2 separate regions of the Drosophila melanogaster genome follow, and region 1 is linked to region 2. The links are chromatin contacts, called in public Hi-C maps. All regions are on one chromosome and are shown on one strand. Each heading gives the region's core, a stretch centred on a gene start, on an enhancer-like site or on the middle of the called end of the contact. The rest is flanking DNA. Distances are from core to core; before and after follow the strand shown. Region 1 holds the start of CG14269. Region 2 overlaps dnc (dunce).

Region 1 (5,985 bases), core at 3,479-5,978, 140 kb before region 2:
CAATATATTTTGGCGCATTTTGAACAAATTTATTACTAGTGTGCGGCGTGAAATCATTTCGCATCATAATCAATTGAATTTCCGATTTGGTGTTTGCATTTCGAAACAAATGCCATGCAGCCATAAAACTCAAGAGTGCTCAAAAAAACTAATTTTCAAAAATATACATATATACATTGATCAAATGTACTCCCTTTTTTTTTTTTGCCCGTTTGTCCGTGCCAACGACTTTTTGATTATGTTGAAAGTTTTGCCTCGCGCTTATGTGGCGCAGCACATAAATAAAAGTATATGGCTTCCCATACCGACATCTCCATTTCAGGCATCATCATCATTTTTTATATTCCTGCCAACTGTCATTAGCTTCCTTCGGCCGTGTTATTTATCTGGCGGATGCATAATTGCGTATTATCAGCGTTTTACATTGACATTCTGTGCATTTTTAATGACTTCTTTTGGGCCGAAATAAAGGAATCGACTGTCTTGCTGTCTGCCTGCTGACTGCCGAGGCTCGCAATGGAGGGCATACTGTACCGAATGGTAGGGATACAATCGCAGATAGCGAATGAAAGGCTTAAGTGTACATCATTGACATTTGACAGGCAGACAGAACATTTATTTATATACATATATATATATCATAAGCATATACATGTGGATATGTGTGTACATTTTTGCCACCCTCACTGCCTTAATTTTATGCAGCGTCAAAGAACAACATTATCTGTATTTTATTTTTATTTTTTGCTTGTTTTAATATTATTTTTGGCTGGATACCCAACTCAAATCTCTCGGTTCAATGATGGAACTTGTTGATTCTTTGCGCCCTGCACATTTGACTCCTGTCAATTGAAGTGCGGGAAAATGAGTGGAGTTTTGCGACTGCAAATGAATTCAAATTAACGGACATTGCAAGTCTGATTTTTGTTGTTGAAAAAGTACATACATATATGTTTCTTTTTTTCTTCTCTTTATTAATTACTCCGTTAAGGAGAAACTTAAACCAAACATTATCGATCGTACTATGGAATAAAAACAAATTCATATTTCATGATAGGGCGAAATATTTTCTTGTTCGCAGAATTTTCAACTCCTAACTTCCGCTTGGATCCAGAGCCAGAGCAAGACTTCCTGGAAATGGATATTGGGCCACTTGAACTATATATGTATTTTATGGACGGCAGCCATGGGAACTTGAATGGGGATGTGTCGGGACCGGGCACAGCAAAGTGCCATAAATAATACGAATAATAAAGTGTCAAATCCTTGAGCAGCCGACAAAGCAAAATAAATCAAATCAAATGCGAAAAGAATGCCCCCAAAAAAAATGCTGGATTTTTTTTTATTTATTTTTTCTGATAGTGAAACACATCCGCATTTGGTGCAATTAGCCTAACACACATGCTCACACAATTGAAACCTATCTTATTGTTCGGTTTATTTTGATCTCGGAACTGGCGCTATTTATCGAAAGATCGTGGCGATTCCACACCCCCTGCCAATTTGGGATGCGGAACTGAATTGAATTAAAGATGCTACTCCAGCAGTCGAATGATTAATTTGACAAGAAACGATGTTCTTCTCGTTCGAAATGAAGAACTATATTTGGTAGGTAGCATGAATTACGATCAAAAGCACACAATTTTTGGAAGTGTGTTTGAACCAGTTCTATTATTTGCATTGGATGATTCCGGCTCTACTTGACATTTAAATGAAAGAGTTCTTTCTTTTTTTTTTTGTCAATTAAACATTCTTAATCACTGCAAACATGAAAGAAATCCGAACGATACACTTAAATGAATTGAGTCGATCAAAAAATAATTGGTTGGAATGGTTGTATTCATTGCAATATTCATAATAAATCATTTCATTCTACAATTTGGAACAACTATTTCATTATTCAACTAATGCCAAAAGCTCCAATGACCAACTCAATTGCCATTGCCAATTTAGTACGTATTAATTAACCATTTCCTGTCACATTATTATTACACCAGCCTGTTAACACAATTATTCATTCCATCTGATAGCGTCGATCTTCAGCTTTTTTGGACACACTTCTTTTTTTCTTTTTTTTTTTTTTTTGGTGGCCGCAAAAGTGTTTTGTATTTATCGTAAGTGTTTCCCTTGGCAAACCCATTATCCCATCCCAGCACCCGAATGAGGCAATCTGTATGTTGTATATGAATCACGGATCGCTTAGATCTGGAAACTTGTCCGGGCCACTTGGCCATAAATCAGGCGGGGCGACAATCGTGTACAAAGCCATGTTGTACATGCCTCGACTTCGGTTTGCACTTGTCAAAAATTCGCACATTTCTGATTCGCTGCTGCGGCTCACATTTTTTTTTTTTTTTTTTGGGTCTTGATTTCTGATTTCTGACTCGATGATCGGCCTCCAAAAAGTGCGTGCGGTGGTGTGTTGTCATTGTCGTGTAGCCGGCAATTAAAATTGGTCCCCTTCCGCTGGCCACCGCACCTCGCAAACCCCCTTGAACCATCAACGAGACCCACATGGAAGCAACTCGAAAAGCGCCCAAGAAATTGGCCAGGGCAGCTGTTAAATAATTTATGAAGTGCGTAGGGTTTCTGGCGCGCATTTCAAGCAGCTCGAGAGCCCCAAACGCAACTCATTTCATTTATTTCACTTCCAAAAACTCCGGCCAAATATTTGCGCATCGCTCACGCACTTTTTTTTTTTTGTGGACTGCCGCGATCAATTTGGTCGAGGCGTCTCCTTTGCAGATACTCTAATTAAAAGGAGTATCTGTGTTGCGACGATTACAAACTCGTAGAATTCTTGGCAATTTACAAATTATACCTACGAATTTTCACTAGTCTTTGTGAATGTTGAAGATTATATTGCCCAACTGTTAAGGCAATTAGATCATTATTATGTAATGATAATGACACAAAAAGAAGAGTATTTACTACTCGACTTCACTATTCATTTGCATTTGTCGATTTTTTGTTTGGCCCGTTTCAATTTTGTATGGTTTTGTTAGCCGGAAAATATTTGGCCACGCAGGTTTTTTTCTGTTTTTTTTTTTTCTTTTTTGTCTTCGGTGCGTTCCTCATTAAACATTTTGGCCAAAAATCCACTTGCGATCTGCATGCAAATGCCGCTGATTAGCCGGGGCGCCGAGTTGGCCATAAATCAATAGGCCTTTGCGCCTTGGCTGCCACACGAGCCACAAAAAGTCCGCAAGTGAAAAGTAAACTGGCCCAGAACGGAACCCAAAAAGTCGGGCTCAAAGCCAGCTGCAATCTGCGGAGAGCGTCTTTGCGATGGTCTGGCCTGCTTATGGTACGGTCTATTCCCCGCCAGATCCGGATCACGAATGTTCGCTCAACCTTGGCGTACAGTCAGGAAAGTCCGTCGAGGGTCGAGGGTTGTCTCTGCACTGCTAGAAAAAACGGGACTCTAATTTCCCAACATTGAGCAGTATTCATACGTACAGTCAGGAAAGTCCGTCGAGGGTCGAGGGTTGTCTCTGCACTGCTAGAAAAAACGGGACTCTAATTTCCCAACATTGAGCAGTATTCGTAACGAAGGGAAAATGTCAAAAGGCAAAAAAGCAGATTTAAAAGGCCCTATACAACACTGCATACTTTACTCGAATGTAACTGTTTTTTTTTTTTGCTCAGTGTGGCCAGGGGAAGTGTTAAGCTTGCCACAGAAAGTGGAAAAAAGAGCCTGATTAATTATGAATTGAGTGTCTGAGCCGAGTTGCCTGCACTTGCACTTCTGGCTTTTTTTTTCGTATTTTCATATTTCACTTGTTGCACTTGCGGCACTTTTTATATTTTTACGCTTGCAGAGCTCGCCTGCAGACTTCATACTGGTCATATGTATATATATATATATATGTATATATTGTCTGTGCGAACAGAGGTGGGGGCCCAAAAAGGGGCGTAGCCGGGGTCAGCGGCGAGTTTTGCAAAGGGGGAGGCACTCGAGCAACAACTTTCGTCACGCCACTCAGTGTAGTTGAAATGAGGAGCGGTTCAGCGAATCGGGCTACCGATATCTTCAAAACTATATATACTTTATATTCTCAAGCGTTATGATTGTGAGAATTTTATGATCAAATCAATAGAAATAGAATAGAAGTAAAACAAGTAAAGTTGATAATTGCAATTGAACAAACAAAATGATTGCTCTTTACAGATAGAACTTGCAACTTGGCCCCTGATCCGCTCCTGGCTCGGCTGTTGCACTTGCCACTTCACTTGCAACATGCACTAATGCTCAACGGCACGTCCCAGTGTCTTTATCATATAAACGGTGCGATTTAAATTAATAATTAAAGCGAGCTTGTGGTTGTGGTCCCCGGTCCGTTTTCAATCGTCTGGGGCCCTAAGTCTTTGGACTTTGGGCCCGGAGTCACGAGACTTTGAGCCATCTGCCGCCGGCAGGTGGATTGCAGGTGGATGCGAGCGGATTAAGCTGCCCACCCTTGATGCCATAAATCAACGGGGACATTGGGCTAGGTGCTCGCTGCTCTGTGCTCAGCCAGATGAGAAGTTGACCGGTCTGGTTCATCGCATCCCAGCGAGCCCATTGAAGACGAGCGAGCAAGAGCTCCGACTAGACCATATATTTATGTATGTACTTATCATACTGACATCTTAGGCGATCTAGCCATTATAGCTTATGACTTCAAGCTGATTCTTAAGTTTTTAGCAGGCTGTTAGGTTAGCTTTGCCACTTCTGTCAAATGGGCTAAAAGCGAGTTGACTAGCTCAAAATTTTTCGTTCGTTTCGTCGCTCTCGAAAATCGAAAATCGAAAATCAGAGGGGACAAACTATGTCAGAAGGGTCAGTTGAAGAGTAACAGATTTGAACGCACTAATTGAATTGAAAACTAGTTATGCTGGTCATGGACGCATTGTTTAACAGCCTATTGGTGGTCAGTTCCGGCTATGCGATCTACACTCTCCATCCAATGGAAACACCCTATGGCTATGCAACAGCGGCCTTGAGCCTGGTCCATGGAATTTTGGGAATGGTGCGAGCGGCGAGCAACGACGATGACGAATGCAATCGGGTGCGATTGATTACGTCGGGCATCATGGAGATAGTACCGCTGCCCCTGACCAATATGGAGCTGTATCTGAAGTCCACCAATCCGGGCTTGGCTTTGGCGCACACATGTTTTGTGGTGCCATTAGTCTACGATATGTTGGCCAAAGTGGTTGACACCGAGGATACCGTAACGGAGACCCTTAAGGAACTAACACTGTTGGGCAACGTTGTGTCCATGCTCTTTTTGGGCGTCAACGAGTCGAATAATATGTACGGCATCTTGGCTGCCATCGCTTTTGGTGCTCGATACGGTTCCGCTTTTCTCGACTACTACTGGAAGGGATTAGGTGCCGAATTCACCCTACTGGCCCACTCCATGTTTGTCCTACTGATGACGATGACCCTTTCGGCGAAATGAAGACCAATAGACCTCCCAGAATATAACCTATCCGCATTCAAGGCCAGCGGTTAGGTTCGTTGGCTTTCAGCTCAATAAACTTGCAATTAATGTTGGCAAATTAAAATGCAAAAATAAACATTAATTGTTTTGTCACATTCGCAGCACGACCAAAAAACTTAAGTGTCTACATCTCTCTTTTGTCTGCCCCTTTTTGTCGCCAGCGCCAGCACACGATCTCCATCATCCAAAGATCCAGAGAGATCCAGCTGTGGATAACATTTTAGCTTCAATTTACAACGTCAGCGGCGAGCGCCAAATGAGCCAAATGAGCTGATCCCCATTCAAAACCAAAAAAAAAAAAATGAAAAAACAAGGCTTGAGTTAAGATGGACGTGCTCTTAATATATACACTTAAATACCAAGATGCATGATCATAAATGGATTTTGTTCTTCCAGCAAAAATCAAAAATTCATTTAAAATAATATCCCAACCAGTTGATAAGAACCGGGAAATACATATGTCTGTATTTCCGGGAGCGAGTCAAGGACATGACCA
Region 2 (6,459 bases), core at 2,996-5,495:
TTAGCAAAATACTCATTTACTTATTAATAAGAGCATTCAGCAAAAGCATTCTGTTGTCAGAAAAACTCAAAATTTTATCCACTTTGTCTACCTTTTTCCTTTATTTTCCAACAACTCATTAACAAAAATGCGCAAAGAAAATAAGAGCATCAAGTTGAAGGGAAAACAACGGCAAAAAACGTGCTCGAGTCTTGCTCATCTCGAAAGAGTCTCTTGAGAGAATAAACGAAGAATGTCTCGAGAAGAATATAAGAAAATAAGAGAAATGATGAAAATAAAGAAATGCGATAATGAAATACAAGTTTTCGCACTAATCAACTTTTAAATGAACTGTAAGTCAAGTGTTGTTTTCTATATGCATATGGTTTTATTCCCTTAATTTTTTTTTTTTTTTTTTTTTTTTTGCACAGTAAAGTTAAATTATGAAAATGTCAAGAACAATGTACATGTGTCGTACCGAGACCAGCACCCACACACATATAAATGAATAAATGCCAGGAACAATTTACATAAAAATATTTGTGCCGAAAACTTTTCAACACCCCAAAAAGAGAGAAGTGAAATTTTCCATATGAAAAACAAAATGTGTGCTCTTGGCGGTTAAGAAGGGGGAATTTTCGGGCAAGTTTATCAAGTGAAGCATCGCCTAATCAAGAACTCGGGATCCCGAAACGCCGACCGCACAATTTACAGCATTTCATACCCGCCGAAAGTCACCATTCATTCTACCACTTGAATAATGCTGTGTGTGTGTGTTCTGTATTTGCTCAAGCTGAAATTTTCAATTTGAGCACACAAAACTCATTAGAAGACAACTTTGTAAACCCTCAAAATTATAACATTAAAAAGGGGCCAATATATTTTGGGATGAAAGCGAGTTAACCAAGTTCTTTGCTAGATACTTTTTGTATACAAAAGTACACAAATATTCTAAAGTTTTATATAAAATAAGACCGCAAACTCTCATCTCAACTTATGCTAATAAATGTGTGTAAAACCTATATATGAAAACAAAGGATATATATTCACTATTCAACTATGAACGAAACTTGTGGCATTGAAATTAATATTGCGATCCCTAATTTTTTGCGTCTGTCACGCGCTCATCTCTATGCCTCACGTAATGCTCACGAGTGCGTTCGCTTTCGATTCAATCAATTCTTTATGTCTTTATTAATATTTATGCGATGCTGCCGACAATCTGCGTATCTGTGTGAGAGCTTTTACGTCAGAGAGAGAGAGAGAGCTCATAACGAATCCGTGCCCCAAAATGTATGCAATGAAAATGTTGTAAGTGCTTTAATTTTATTTGAAGGATGATTCGGGTTACGCCACTTTGGCTCGTGGATTTTATGTAATAATTCGATTCGAATATAATTTGGCTTATCGCTGCATTTACGGCTTAAATTCGCCGTTCTTAAAGAAACTTTTCTCGACTGCTTTTTCCATTTATTTTCAGTAATATATGAAAAATGCAACTACAATTAATTTACAACGCCTATGAAATCCGCTTTAAAAGTGTTTTTCTTTCTACAATTGCGCAAAAGATCCCTAAGCCCTGGCATTTCCATCATGCCACTTTCGTGCCAATCGAATTTCCAGCCCTGCTTCTGCTCCAAAAAAAAAAAAATAAAAATAAAAATAAAAAACCGAAATGGAAAAGAAACAACTTTAATTGAAATCTTGGCTCTGAAAGCGACTTTATGCAATTTCAAAATACTTCCTGACCCAGGAAGAGAAAAACCAGTGGCGAGGACCAAAAAGTGGAACTTTGCTTTGGCTGCTGTGCAAAAGTTTTGCCAAACAACTTTGGCTCAAAGACAAAAGCACTGGCAGTGGCAAAAGGAAAAAAAAAAATAGCAGACAGAGGGCCAAAGAAAACAAGAGTACGAGGGAAATGGCAAATGGAAATGTGTTTTGCTTTCCCACCAGTCAAACAAGCAACTAGAGTGACAGTTGTTGCTCCCTAGCACAGACTGATATTCCCCCCAAAATGGTACAGTTGCGCTCAAAAGGTTCTAGACTCACACAAAATTGCATCGCGCCACGCCATATCGGTAATTGTATATTGGGCAACAGATATATAGCAGAAATGATCGGTCATTAAGCCATAAAGATCGGGCAATTAACTCGGATCGGATCGTAAAACGGCAGCCGATGAGCCCGGCTAATTGGGCCCTCGCAAAATTGGTTCAACAATAATCGTAATCGTGCCTCGCAGTTGGTAAACAAATTTTACCTCTAAAATAATGGCTTCGGGTGCATAAATAACCGCAAAATGTTGAGACGTTACTACATATATCAACGCTAAACAAACAATTTCTAAATGAATAGTTTAAGTGTGAATATATCGCGCGATAAAATATACAAAAGCATGTTATTAAAGTTCTAGAACAGATTTCAAAACACAAAAAAGGAAATCAAATTCATAATATGGCCCCAGTCATCGAAAAACTCTCTCGGCTCGACTCTCCAGACCTTATAAATAGCATTTATAGGGGGGGGGGGGCTGGCTTATGGTTTGGTTTTTCCACAATCATAAAACTCAGACCAGGTTCATAAATGGGGTTCTGTAAATTGCGTCGCTTGTCTAGCAAGTTCATTCCATTCTCTAGATTGTAAAAGCCCAGCGTTGTTGGCTGCAGATATGAGGGCAACCAATTTTATAACGATCATGAAGACGGGTGGAAAAAAAAAAACAAAAAAAAAAACAGCCAAGTAGTGAAATGGCGGCTAACAAGGAAATTTATCAAAATCTAGTTTTATGGATTCGGTAGCAAAGAAATGTCTGTGACAATGGATTCAACAAAGGTTTGTTTTTATATCAATAGATATGTGATGTGGCATTTTATGATTTTAGCATTTACATTTACTTTGCATTTCAATGTCAATGTCTCTCAGAGACAAAGACACATCCGCACAAATCTTTGACGTTGATGTGGATTTTCCAGGCAACATGTGACGGAAAACGGAAATTAAAATCCATATATCCCAGTGCAAGTATATAATACTTTTCAAATATATCCGTTTCAAAAGTTAATTAACAATAGGCCCTTGAACGCGATTAAAGACTGTTTTGGCTCCTATTTAAATATTCCTTTAATACCACTCTTCGTTTCCAAAATGATCTTTCTTTTTTATGCCCCCGGACGATTTATTTTCATTCCGCAAACAGTTTTATGGCTCCCCAGCAGAAGCACACACACACACACACACACACACGCAAATGGAGAAAAAATGCAAACTTTCTTTTCCACCTGCGCATAAATTTCTCATTCCGCCAAGGATATGGGGAATGTACACAAGTGGAGCGAGCAGGCGACCTAGTTTTTTCTTTATTATTTTTTGTTAATTTTTTTAAGAAGCAACAGGAAGCATTCTGGCCAAATCACTTGATTAAAAAAAAAAAAAAAAATGCCCAAACATTTTCTTAAATATTTTCAATTTGATTTGGTTCAATTATGTGTGTTCCATGATTACATAGACAGGACGCCTACTTATTTTACCACGCTTATGAGTTCACGCACACACACACACACATGCTTTGAACCGCACATTTTCTTTCGCATTTTCCCTAACGGCTTTTCCTGGCATTTTGCAATTATTGCTCCTGCTGCGTCTGCTCGAAGAATGTTGGGATAAATTCTACATGCACAGGAATTTTCAATGTAAATAGTGCTTCAAAGCACTTAAGAGGCGATTTTAGCCAGGGTACAGAAGTACAGAAAAAAACGATGCAATGATATAGAAAGGAAATCAATAGAATAGAGCTATCAATTAGGTGAATTAAATAGAATCGTAAAAATATAAAATACCAACTTCTTAATAAATACCAAATTCTTAATAAATAATGCATGTATATCCTTTTCTCCTAATCTCTTAGTCTGAAAATAGTTTTGACCTTTCGAAACGTTTGCTGCTTTTGATGCCTTTTGCTTTTAAACTTTTTGTTTCCCCTGCGACCTTTCGCAAGCAGCTATCGCATCGAATTAATCAAAACTTTTGAGTTATCCAATTAGCGCGCGTCGAAAAGTTTATCACCTAGCCCATAACATAACCTCAAACCTCTTAACCCCTCGTCGCCCCAATCGGATTCCCCTATTTGCCGATGGAATGAGAAGCATAAAAATTGAGAAACTACCCAACAACGAGGGGGCCTTTTCAAACGATAGAAAGACGAAAGAGAGAGATAGAGAGAGAGGGGCGGCGAGTGCTTGCGGTGAACTTCATACAACACGTAATTGCTCCACGAGAAAGAGACGGACACATGGGCACTAGAGAGCGACGGGTATACAGATTCCCATTGCTTACCGTTATGGAGATTGAAGATGCGAATTGGGCGCTGGATGGGTCGTAAAGTGTAGCAGCTGTTTAGCAGGAAGGAAAGCATAAATGAAAATCAATAAATACAAAATTTATGGTTCGTAAGAGGGGGGCAAAAAAAAAAATAAAAAATAAAAAAAAGGGGCTTAAATTAACTCACGCACACATCGCAGAAAGAGACGGCAACTCGTTTGCGGCACGCGGAGTAGGGAGTCAGGGAGTCAGACTTTTAGAAGCAAACTGGAAAACCGCCAAACGAAATCGATAAATCTGCAACCACACAGTGCGTGCAAAAAGAGGACGGCATGATAATGCAATTGGCCAATAAATCATCGCATAAAACTACATTAAAAAGTCGGTACACGCACACACACTGTAAGAACTTCCAGGGAGTTCTTGCAATGCATTGAAAATAGAACAATCTTTCTATTAGGCAAATTATCGTGCATTAATTTGATATTCGAAAATGCACTTCGAATCAAATTGAAGTTAAGTGTTTTCAATCTAACCAGCTTGCTTTAATCGAATATCGCAGTTTATTTCTCTCCCTGCACAACTAACACGTAGAAGATCCCCCCCATCGGCTTAGTCAATCACAGCTGAGTGCATCCAGCCATCAATCAATTAATCAATCAAATAAATGTCCGACACCGAGCGGCCCTCAATCGTTTACATCAGTCAGCAATTTGCTATCAATTAGATAATGGCTTATCGTCAGAGTAATTCGAGTGACGAAAGTAGCTCACACCCCTTCCTTTTGCATTTTTTGTCTTTTCCCTCTCTCTTTCTCTCTCTCTCTCTCGCTCTCTGTTTTTTGCTTAACCCACTAAGCACACTTCAGCATGATTTATGGCTAAAGCGAGATAGCGCTAGTAAACCTCTCGAGAAGCCAAAAACTTGGAGCTACCAAAACAATCGCTGGGACACATATTAGCCATAAATCTGTATAACACTCGCGGCCATAAATCAATATTGAAATGCTAAATGGAAAGCCACAGCTACAGCAACAATTGGCCACTACAGTTAGCCATAAAAGTCAAGAAAACACCGTCGATTATCTCGGTAAGTCTAAAGAGACTCAGACGGCGCCAAACAAAACAAAGCGATCCAATCGAATCAATTGGAATCGAAATCAGATCGCATCTGATCCAACCCGATCACTTGAACTTTGCCCTTTTGGTTTTCCAACCATGCGATTGTGTAGTGTAGTGTGACAGTGGCGGTCACAAATCTATGTACATTCCCGAGCATTTCGTATTAAATACCTCGAAGCAGTTAGTTTTTTTGCACAGTGCATTGCGAGCATAAAAATGCAATCAGCCCATATTGCAACTATTTATAGACTTCAAATAGCTTCATAAGATTTTTGATAGGCCCAAAGCAACTGCATAAAGCGTCGCACAGTCATGGCCATAAAAATATAACCACTGCACGATCAGCGAGGCTGCAGAAAGGGTGAGTGAGTTGTGTGTTGGGGCACCAAGACGCTTCGGAATTCCGTGGCTTGTCTCGGCGGTTTATTAATAGCCGATACGTGACTAGAAGTACGACTTGGAATTATTGCCCATTTTGTGTGTGTGACAAAGCAGAATGTTATTCAACGTTCCATTTGAAAACAGAGCTTTCTAAAAACACATCCTAAATAATTTGGTTTTAACTTTAAATTTTAATATTTGTGGAAAAGAATAGAGCGTATCTTAAAATAGATAGCATCGTGATAAAGAAATATTCAAAGAAAAATGGAACGCAGTTCTTGATTATTTTCTGTTTCACTTCGGCGAGTGTGAGAATGTAGGCTTCTCAAAGAACTTTGTGTTTTCTCTCGGTTTCAACTGGAAACTTTTGATTTGTTTAAGCCGAAAGTTGTTGGACTTTATGCAAAACAGAATGTTTACTCCGGATTTTCAGCGACCCGTTTGTTTACAATTTTCGCTTTGATTTCGATTTGCTTCGGCCAAGCCAAGCAGCAAATAGAATTTTGCCTCGCAAATAAATAGGAATAAATGTTGGGGGCGTGGCACGTGAAGGTCGGGAAAACCAGGAAAGCGGCAAAATCGGGAACCAAGGGAGTCGGGAAGGAAAAACGGATCCGAAAGCCGGACCCGTGGTAAATTACATTTAAGAAATCAACGCGCG

Evidence for each region. A called contact is a pair of places that touch in the nucleus more often than the background predicts.
Region 1: a contact with region 2 is called in a Hi-C map of the S2 cell line, with 1.6 times the contacts expected there. The contact joins the promoter of CG14269 here to the enhancer-like site in region 2. A contact is called at or near these places in 6 of 107 Hi-C or Micro-C datasets (the Kc167 cell line and the S2 cell line) and 1 of 6 datasets of contacts at active chromatin or transcription factors (the Kc167 cell line).

What each region holds. Positions count from the first base shown.
Region 1 is chrX:3,434,550-3,440,534 of dm6, reverse strand. It overlaps CG14269, which reads left to right and starts at 4,728. Exons shown (of 2, transcript NM_001272278.1): 1 at 4,728-4,822; 2 at 4,873-5,592. The coding sequence starts at 4,875. The coding sequence ends at 5,447. The region is part of intron 1 of CG12535; the gene reads left to right. All of the region lies in intron 2 of lncRNA:CR44999 (long non-coding RNA:CR44999), which reads right to left.
Region 2 is chrX:3,296,832-3,303,290 of dm6, reverse strand. All of the region lies in intron 4 of dnc (dunce), which reads right to left. Among named protein-coding and RNA genes, the nearest start is that of CG10793, 16 kb to the left of the region's middle. Within about 2 kb of position 4,245, at least 18 of the 39 cell types and tissues checked have an H3K27ac peak or open chromatin away from gene starts, as enhancers often do. A contact at or near this core is called in the S2 cell line, where this site is marked.